Regions from separate parts of the Sus scrofa genome. Here regions 1 and 2 are each linked to region 3. The links are chromatin contacts, called in public HiChIP or PLAC-seq maps. All regions are on one chromosome and are shown on one strand. The core of a region is the stretch at or near the end of the contact, and the rest is flanking DNA. Distances in the headings are between cores, read along the strand shown.

The links. HiChIP or PLAC-seq counts read pairs in DNA pulled down with a chosen protein or histone mark.
Region 1: an H3K27ac HiChIP or PLAC-seq map of alveolar macrophages shows a contact between it and region 3. The contact joins the promoter of IPO5 here to the enhancer-like site in region 3. A contact is called at or near these places in 9 of 47 Hi-C or Micro-C datasets (embryonic fibroblasts, epiblast stem cells, fibroblasts and 2 more) and 1 of 2 datasets of contacts at active chromatin or transcription factors (alveolar macrophages).
Region 2: a contact with region 3 is called in an H3K27ac HiChIP or PLAC-seq map of alveolar macrophages. The contact joins two enhancer-like sites. A contact is called at or near these places in 1 of 5 promoter capture datasets (liver), 6 of 47 Hi-C or Micro-C datasets (embryonic fibroblasts, epiblast stem cells and skeletal muscle) and 1 of 2 datasets of contacts at active chromatin or transcription factors (alveolar macrophages).

The regions. Positions count from the first base shown.
Region 1 is chr11:67,017,956-67,020,794 of Sscrofa11.1, forward strand. IPO5 (importin 5) reads left to right here and starts at 1,344. Exons shown (of 26, transcript NM_001244301.1): 1 at 1,344-1,454. The coding sequence starts at 1,365.
Region 2 is chr11:67,041,895-67,044,616 of Sscrofa11.1, forward strand. IPO5 (importin 5) reads left to right here. Exons shown (of 26, transcript NM_001244301.1): 11 at 192-316; 12 at 414-503; 13 at 594-767. Among named protein-coding and RNA genes, the nearest start is that of IPO5, 24 kb to the left of the region's middle. Within about 2 kb of position 1,412, at least 3 of the 83 cell types and tissues checked have an H3K27ac peak or open chromatin away from gene starts, as enhancers often do. A contact at or near this core is called in alveolar macrophages, where this site is marked.
Region 3 is chr11:66,933,985-66,936,684 of Sscrofa11.1, forward strand. No RefSeq gene overlaps it. Among named protein-coding and RNA genes, the nearest start is that of IPO5, 84 kb to the right of the region's middle. Within about 2 kb of position 1,302, at least 17 of the 83 cell types and tissues checked have an H3K27ac peak or open chromatin away from gene starts, as enhancers often do. A contact at or near this core is called in alveolar macrophages, where this site is marked.

The DNA.
Region 1 (2,839 bases), core at 94-2,593, 84 kb after region 3:
CCTCAACAGAATAGTCAATAGGAAATTAAATTCCCCAAGTTAAATACCATGGACCACCAGAGTGTAGTAGTCTCTATTGTACCCAATGAGGAAACTTCTCACTAGAAATGTGTCTTTTTGAGGCAAAAATGAATTGTGTCACTTTTTCCACTGTCACCCTTGGCCCACTGCATTGGACACAGTAGGGCCTCAACAAAAGTGCCCTTCGACAACTGCTCTCTCAGCCTTGGGGCGCTCCAACGGTAAGGGCAGATTGGAAGTATTATCTCAGCATTGTGTACTGCAATTGAAACCAGGTCTCTGAGCCCCCTATGGACCGGTGTTTATCAAACACCTACTGAGACTTAAGTCCTACAAACCAGTGTTTCTTTAAGGAAGAGGGTCTTAACTTTCCCCCAACCAATGAAAAACTGGGACCTCAAAACAGGGAATTCAAAGGAATAGCCAAGGATCCTAGGGTGGTAAAAGAGGGGGAGGCAAATGCGCTCCGTGTACATCTCAGAGGACAGCGGGCTGGGGGTGGGTAGGCCTGGCCGGAGAGCCCAGGGCTGAGTAACCCCTCTTCCGGGCAAGCCCAGCGCGTGAGTCACCAGTGAGGTGTCGGGAGGAAGGGGCTGCCTGAGTCATAGCCCTTGGGGAGGTCGGAGGGTCTAACCGGTGCGAGGATCTGTGGAGCTGGGGGTGGAATTTAAGTCGGAAGTGGATTTTGGATTTCGAAATCCATTCCCTCCCTTCTTCTGGGATGGGGGATCTAGGGTCTCTGGGGCCGGGGTGGAGGGGGAGAGGGAAGGACTGGAGCTGGGGGCGCTCCCGAGGTCGCAGGGAGGAGCTTAGCCGGCTAGCGGGGGAGGAGGCCGGCCAGCCCGGGGCGCCGAAATCTCCCGCGCTCTGGAGCTGGCCCCACCTCCCCAGCCGGGCCTCACGCCCCTCGCAGCCGCCAGGCCGGCCAGCCGGCTCCTCCCGCCCTCCCCACCACGCCGCGGCAGCCACAGCTGGGCGGCCGAGTCCCCGCCCGACCCTGCCCGCGCCGAGCCGGGCGGCCCGCCGCGCGCCGCCAGTGACGGCACTGCAGGGTGCGTGGCCAATCGGCGCGGCCCCCGAGGAGAGGCCTCGGCCCCGCCCCCAGAGCTCAGGGCCAATGGGACGCCGGCGCCGGTGGCCGCGGCGGGGTGAGGGGTCGCGAGGCCCCGCCCCATCCTCCCCTTTCCCCTTTGCCCCGCCCTTTCCCGCCCGGCCCCCCAGCCCCAAGCCGCTGCTGGTGCCGGTCCCCGCGCTGGGCCCGCCCCCGCCCCTCCCGCCGGCCCGCCAGCGCGCCTCACAGCGCCTGTCTCCCCTCCCTCCTTCTCTCTCTCACGCCTAGCGCAATGGCGGCGGCCGCGGCGGAGCAGCAACAGTTCTACCTGCTCCTGGGAAACCTGCTCAGCCCCGACAATGTGGTCCGGAAACAGGCAGAGGTAACCGAGCTCGCCGTCCCGGACTTCGCGCTCCGGCCGGCGCGCCGACCCTTCCCCTTACGCCGCCCGCTGGGCCTCGGCAGCTCCGCCGCTGCCGCGCAGGCCGGGCCGGCCGGGCGGCGGCCGCGCAGCCCACGTGTGAGGCGGCCCGCGGCTCCCGGCGGTGCCCCCGGGCTCTTTCGGCCCTTGCAGCCGCGGTGCCCGGCGCCAGTTACCTCGTCGCCGCGGTTCACACACGTGCGGCTGCTACTGACATGCTGCCCCCGCCCAGATGGGGAAGCCGGGCGACAGGGACAGGGAGGGATGGGGGGTGTGGGGCGGGCCCCGGGGCTCCCCTCGCTCCTTTCTCACTTTCCCCTGCTGGGAGCCTCCCCAGCCCTTCCAGCGGCGCTCTGCAGCCTGTCCAGCCCTTTGGTTCCCCCAAACCCTGGTTTCTCCCTGACCCGTCACCCCTGCCTCTCCCCTGCCCCTCACTCTTCACACGCCGTCTGTCCCTCTCGTCCCCATTCGCTCCTATTGAAATGTGTGCCTTGCCTTCTCGGCTTCCCTCTGTCTCTTTCCATTTAGTCCCTTTTCTCAGTCTGGTTCCTAACGTCAGAAGCCGGATTTCCCTCCCCAGCCACCCCCCAATTGTGTGAAGTTGCCTTTAGGATTTCTTTCTAAGCATCTTGTACCTCCCTTTGCTCATCCATCAGATAAGTCTTCCTTGATCTCTAGAGAGTTGTGTTCTTATAAATGGGATGTCCTGGGACTTTTCGTTGTCTTAACTGGGCCAGTGCCATATGTTTAAGCTTTTAATTTCTCTGAATCAGCCTGAATCTCTTTTTTTAACCACCTCTGGCTCCTGACCTCCAAAATGTGGAGCTGTTAATAAAGTTTCAAGAGACAGTATTTCAGAGGTATCTGCAAGTAGGTATTTACCAAGTGGGAGTATCGTGCGCTTGGTTCTTTGGAAGACTGTTAGTACTAAGTCGGTGTGGAGATGCGATTTGGGACACTTCAGGGGAAGGGCAGAAACTTTGCAGTTTCTATACAGTGCATTATTTAGCCCTATCCTCAAACCTGATTGTATATGGAGTTCTTTGCCACCACATGATGGAAGATTTTTACAAGATTCAGTGGAGAATGTTCAGCCAGATGTTTTTACAGAATAGAAAGGGACTTTCACATAGTTAATGAAATTGGGGGACAGATCCTCCTCTGGACTCGTGGGATTTGTAGTTGTCTTTAAAATCACAACATCAGCAGATTGAGGATCTGCCGCTTATGCTTAGTGGTTTTATGATCTGTGAAGTATATACACTGGAAGTTCAGTTTCCTATGAAAAGCACTTTAAACAGCTATCAACTTTATTCTAATAGGCTTTTTCGATTCATTTACTATAC
Region 2 (2,722 bases), core at 162-2,661, 110 kb after region 3:
TGTGACATAACCACTATGGCAATGAAGTGATCCAGCCAGACTTTTACTATTTTTCCAATTAATAAATGTGTACAAAAATCTTTATTATTTTTCTCCAAATAAGGAGAAGAACTTTTTGATACTGTGACTCCCTGGATGACATGGTTGTAGTATCTAATTGCTGCTCCTTCCTGTGTAATTCTGTTCCGTAGCTGACTGGAAGTATCGCCATGCAGGATTGATGGCCTTATCCGCCATTGGCGAGGGCTGCCACCAGCAAATGGAAGGGATTCTGAATGAGATAGTCAATTTTGTTTTGCTCTTTCTTCAGGATCCTGTAAGTTCCAGTAGATATTTAATTTGTAATGACTGCCGTAGTTTCACAGGGGATCTATTGTGTTTAGTAATACAAACAACAAACACTTATATTTCAGCACCCCAGAGTGAGGTATGCAGCCTGCAATGCCGTGGGACAGATGGCTACAGATTTTGCACCTGGTTTCCAAAAGAAATTCCACGAGAAGGTAAGTAACACGTCTGCAAACACTCAAATCAAACTTGTAGGAAGTGGGGTGGCATTTCAAAGTGTCTGTGTGTGTGATTTCATTTCACAGGTGATTGCAGCACTGCTGCAGACCATGGAAGACCAAGGCAACCAGCGGGTGCAGGCCCACGCAGCCGCTGCTCTCATTAACTTCACTGAGGACTGTCCCAAGTCGCTACTTATTCCCTATTTAGATAATTTGGTGAAACATCTGCATTCCATCATGGTGCTTAAACTTCAAGAGGTAAGTTTTGAAACCTAATAAGCTCCCTATTTATGGAGATTAATATAGATTAATTGGATGGGTAAAACCTAAAAAAAAGAGGGACTTTGAACACAGCCATAAAGAAGAGAAAGCGAGTTCCTGTTGTGGCTCCAGCGGTTAACAAACCCGACTAGCATCCATGAGGACGTGGGTTCAACCCCTGGCCTCACTCAGTGGGTTAAGGATCCGGCGTTGCCAAGAGCTATGGTGTAGGTCACAGACACGGCTCAGATCCCGAGTTGATGTGGCTGTGGCGTAGGCTGGCAGCTGTAGCTCCAAATTGACCCCTATCCTGGGACCCTCCATATGCCATGGGTGTGGCCCTAAAATACAAAAAGACCAAAAAAAAAGAGAAAGTTAGAAGGAAGACATTCTGTTCTAAGTAGAATAATACAGGCTTGGCCAGAGAATGGACCAATAATAGACTTGGGAAAGGTTTGGCCTAAAGGTTGGGTAAAAGCAGCGTGTGAATTGCCTGGGAAGAAAGGCAGAGTTATTTTGACCTCTGATGTTTGTGGATTTGGAAGAACCATTTTGTTAACTGCTCTAAGACATGGTGGTAACATGATTGTAGGAAGTTAGCATGGCAGCCATGCGAGGCAGGAACAAAAATGGGGAAGCGTTAAGGCCAGACCGTCACATGGTCATTTCCAGGGAGCTTGGGTGGTAATAGTGGAAACTGGAGGGAAGGGTGATGCCTGTTTCTTGAAAACATTAGCTGTTTCTGCCAGTTGGAAAAAAGAGAAGGAAGCAGAATGTGTTGAGCGTTCTTTAACCTGGGTGACGGAAAAGATGTAAAAAGGAATGTATCCTTTTTGCTTTAAATATATGTTGACTCTGAACGGCTGGCCACATAAATAGAAGATGATTTATCATTTATGTAAGAGGCAAGTTCAAAACAAATGAATGAGGTCAGTGTAGCCACGTGAGAAAGAGAGATGCAGGAAAGAGAGGCAAAGATTGAAACCCAGTTTGTTGTCAAATACAATGAAAAAATTCTACTATAAAATGAAATTAACAAAAAGGACATGCAAAACAAAAGCCTTTTTTACTATTTAACAGACAGTTACTATCAAATTGCTATGAAAATTTCTTAACACTCAGGTTTTTTTTACTCATCATGAACTGGTAGCAGTTCATAAACTACACTTTGCCTGGTGCTGGCCCCAAGGAGAGCAGGTGGGAAGATGAGAAACACAGTGTCTCAGAAGACAAAGAACAGGGTGCTCAGTGTCCGATGACAGCAGGCTAAGAACATGAGTGTATCTGGAGACAGAGCTAGACCCAAGTTGAAGGCAGATTAGGTAGGTTAATTGATTAAATCGGGAATAGATGGAGCGGATGTGACTTTCCATAAAGGGCTGAATCTGTATAGCTTTCCCCTCCCTCCCCTTGGGGCCAGTATGTGAGATACTTACAAGACCCAAGGAAGGAGTTGCTAAGAGGGGGTCTGGAGGAGGGTATGTATGTGAGCGAGGGCTGTGCGAAGAGAGGGTAGCCACGGAAGGAAGGACATTCCTTTGAGACCAGAGGCCACAGCAGACCCTGGGCTGCAGAAGAGGAAAGGAATGAGGTAACCTCCTAAAGGTGTATTGGCACTCTCGGAACGAGGAGAAAGCTCTGTCAAGATTGTCTGTGGTTAATGGGGGAATGAAGAGCATCTGGAGTAGTTACTGGGTCAGGTACTCATGTGAAAACACAAGGAATTACAGGATAATGGTGTCAGGTGACAGCACGGGCCCGCTGCAAATGCCCAGTAGGGTTTTCCTCGGAAGTCAGAGAATACCACTGATCTTCAGTGCGGGAGGAGGGACCATCTCCTCTGCCTCAGCAGGCAGGAGAAAGAGAGGGCACCTCTCTGTGGTGTCCTTGGCGGTACCTTTTGGGGAGAGTAAGATTAGAAGATACAGGAATGGGAGTTCCCGTTGTGGCAC
Region 3 (2,700 bases), core at 52-2,551:
TGGATGGAAGGATGGACGGATGGACAATGGACATACAGGATGGGAAGGATGGTGGGCATTCAGAGCATGCTAAAGAGCTAGGAATCTGGTACAGAAGTCACAGTTGACAGAAGTCATTATATTTAATAGTAATATAATTCTACAGAGAAAAATATCAGCTTATTCAACTTACATGTGACATGTATTTGCAAATCCCAGGAAGAGAACCTCATCCCATTTTACAAAAAGTGCTCCTGGGAGTTCCCGCAGTGGCACAGTGGGTTAAAGATCTGACTGCAACAGCTTGGGTCCCAGCAGAGGTGCGGGTTTGATCCTGACCCAGCGCAGAGGGTTGAGGATCTGGTGTTGCTGCAGCTGTTGTGTAGTTCACAGCTCGGATTCAGTCCCTGGCCGGGGAACTTCCACTTGCCTCAGGCGCAAGAGTGTGACATCCTGCAGTGGCCCAGGGAGAAGGGATGAGGCGGGTGCTGGCCAGCGGCCCCTTGCAGGGACTCTTGGCTCATTGTTTTCTGTTTCTTTCAGCTGCTTTGTGGCCTTAGCTCACCTTCCTCTCCACCTCATTTCATCCCCCCGCTTCTCCCCAACCCTTCACGATGTCTGATGTCGCAGGTTCTCCTCTATCTGGGCACCGATTAGGAGGGTGCCTGCTACACAGAGAGGCTGATAGACATTTGTCAATATTCATCAATGGCATTGCGTGTCCTTAATTCCCTCTAGTCCCTAATGCCCCCAGCTGCCCCAAATATCAAAATAACAGGGTGAGATGTGACATATTCATCTGTAACCAGAGAGAAATACAGCCTGCTTGCAAATGACTTGAGATCTAGCTTAGTCCTGCAAAAAGCAAAAAGCCTTGAAGAGAAAATAGCAAAATTTCCTAAAAACACCTATTCGCCTCCAACTCGCTGAGGTCCCAAACTGTGCTCTGTCTCCCAAAACCAAACACTGGTAGAGTTTTCTGAGCTGGCTCCTGGGCACCATCCCCGCCTCCGCTTCCCCGAACTCTCCTCTCGCTCCCCTCCCGCCGGTCTCACCGTGCAGGTAAATCCCAGCTTCCTCAATAAATGACAAGTTTCCCAGACCTACTCTCCACTTCCTTCCCCTGATCAGCACAATCAAGGCGTGGGAAGTAGAAGGCAGGGAAAATGTCGGAATCACTGTCCTTTGGTATCTATCCCATGAGATTCGCTGCGATTCGTTTTCACCAAAGCGCCTTGATTTCGTTTGTGGCATGCAGTGGCAATCTTGGAGCCCCTTTGCGCATCGTCGGTGATGTGCACGAATGGGTCGCTAGGTGGCGATCTAGCACCGCTACCAGCCCTTCCCTCTCCGCGCTCCAGGAGAACAGAAGATGAATCCACGCTCGCTGGCTCGGGAAATCATTACCAACTTTCCTTTCCTATCAGAAGCCACCCAACCTTCTGTCAGGTGGCAAAGCGAGCCAGGTAACAGGCCTCTAAAGTCTGTTCAAGTTAATGATTTATTGATTTTTGTTGGCTGGTGTTTTCACTTAATCCTTGGTTTGATTTAACTGAGCTCTGGGAGTTTTTCCTCTTGATGGTCAAGCTTGCTAGAATGCTAAACGAAGAAAAACAAACCTCCTTGTTTGTAATCATCTACCTTGGGACCAGTAGTTCTGCGGATCCTAATGGAGGGAACTAGCTCTTGGGGTCTGTGTGGTTCAGATGAGAAGCAAGCAGTACTGCTTAGGGGAAAAGAGTGACTGACTCCTCAGGTGAAGCAATTCCTGTCCCCTAGCTGGGCTCCTAAGTCTCCGCATCTGTTTGCACAAGTCATCTGTCACAAGGGAGGCCAGCTGAGCGTTGCAGCAACCCTGTGCCTGCTACCAGGAAGCCTGGGAGGGTGAGTCAGCGCCTCAATTTCATATGCAAGTCACAGCCACCACTAATCCATCACAAAAAAAAAAAAAAAAAAAGGGCTTGTTGAGTTTCCTGAAAGGTCCAGATCCTTGGAGCCACCTGCTGAAGATTATGAAGCCACCAGCTTATTTCACAATCAATCTGATTTACGGCGTAACTGCAGATGAAAGCAAACAGACCATAATACAATATGATGCTTACACATATCAAGTCATCCTGAGGGAAATCTAAGCTGCACTGGGTTTTTTTTGTGTTTTGTTCTGTCATAGCATGTTCTAGAAGTCACGTGTGTCAACTTTAGCAGGGGTAAGGCACCAGCAGGACTCTAAAATAAGGGGAGAGGTGGAGCGGAGCTTGCCCTAGAGTTCTTAAAAGGGGCAGACCTCAGAGCCTCTGTGTTCTCAGGGTGAGGGGTGAGGCTGTCCAGGCAAGAGGAGACCAGGGGAGCCCTACCCCGGTGCCTCTCACCTCCTGCAGTGGCAGCCCCAGGAATTGAAATAGCTGAGCTGTAAGAGCTGTATCCCTACCCCAGGGAAGGCAGGGACTGGTCCTCCCTCGGTCAGCATCACACAGCATCCCTCCATCAGAGGATGCAGGACCAGGTGTCCTGCACTTGGGAGGCCAGCACTTGTGGAGGTGAAGGACATGCAGCTCAAAGAAGCAAGTGGGAGCTGAAATCTAGCCCAGGTTTCACCTGCCAAGTCACGGGTCCACAGGGCTATGTCTGCCCAGCAAGACATCCTTTCTAGATTGCAGGAGGTCTCTGGAGGGCTTGGAGGTGGCTCTGACAATTCACAGCCAGAAGGAGCAAGTGGCAAGA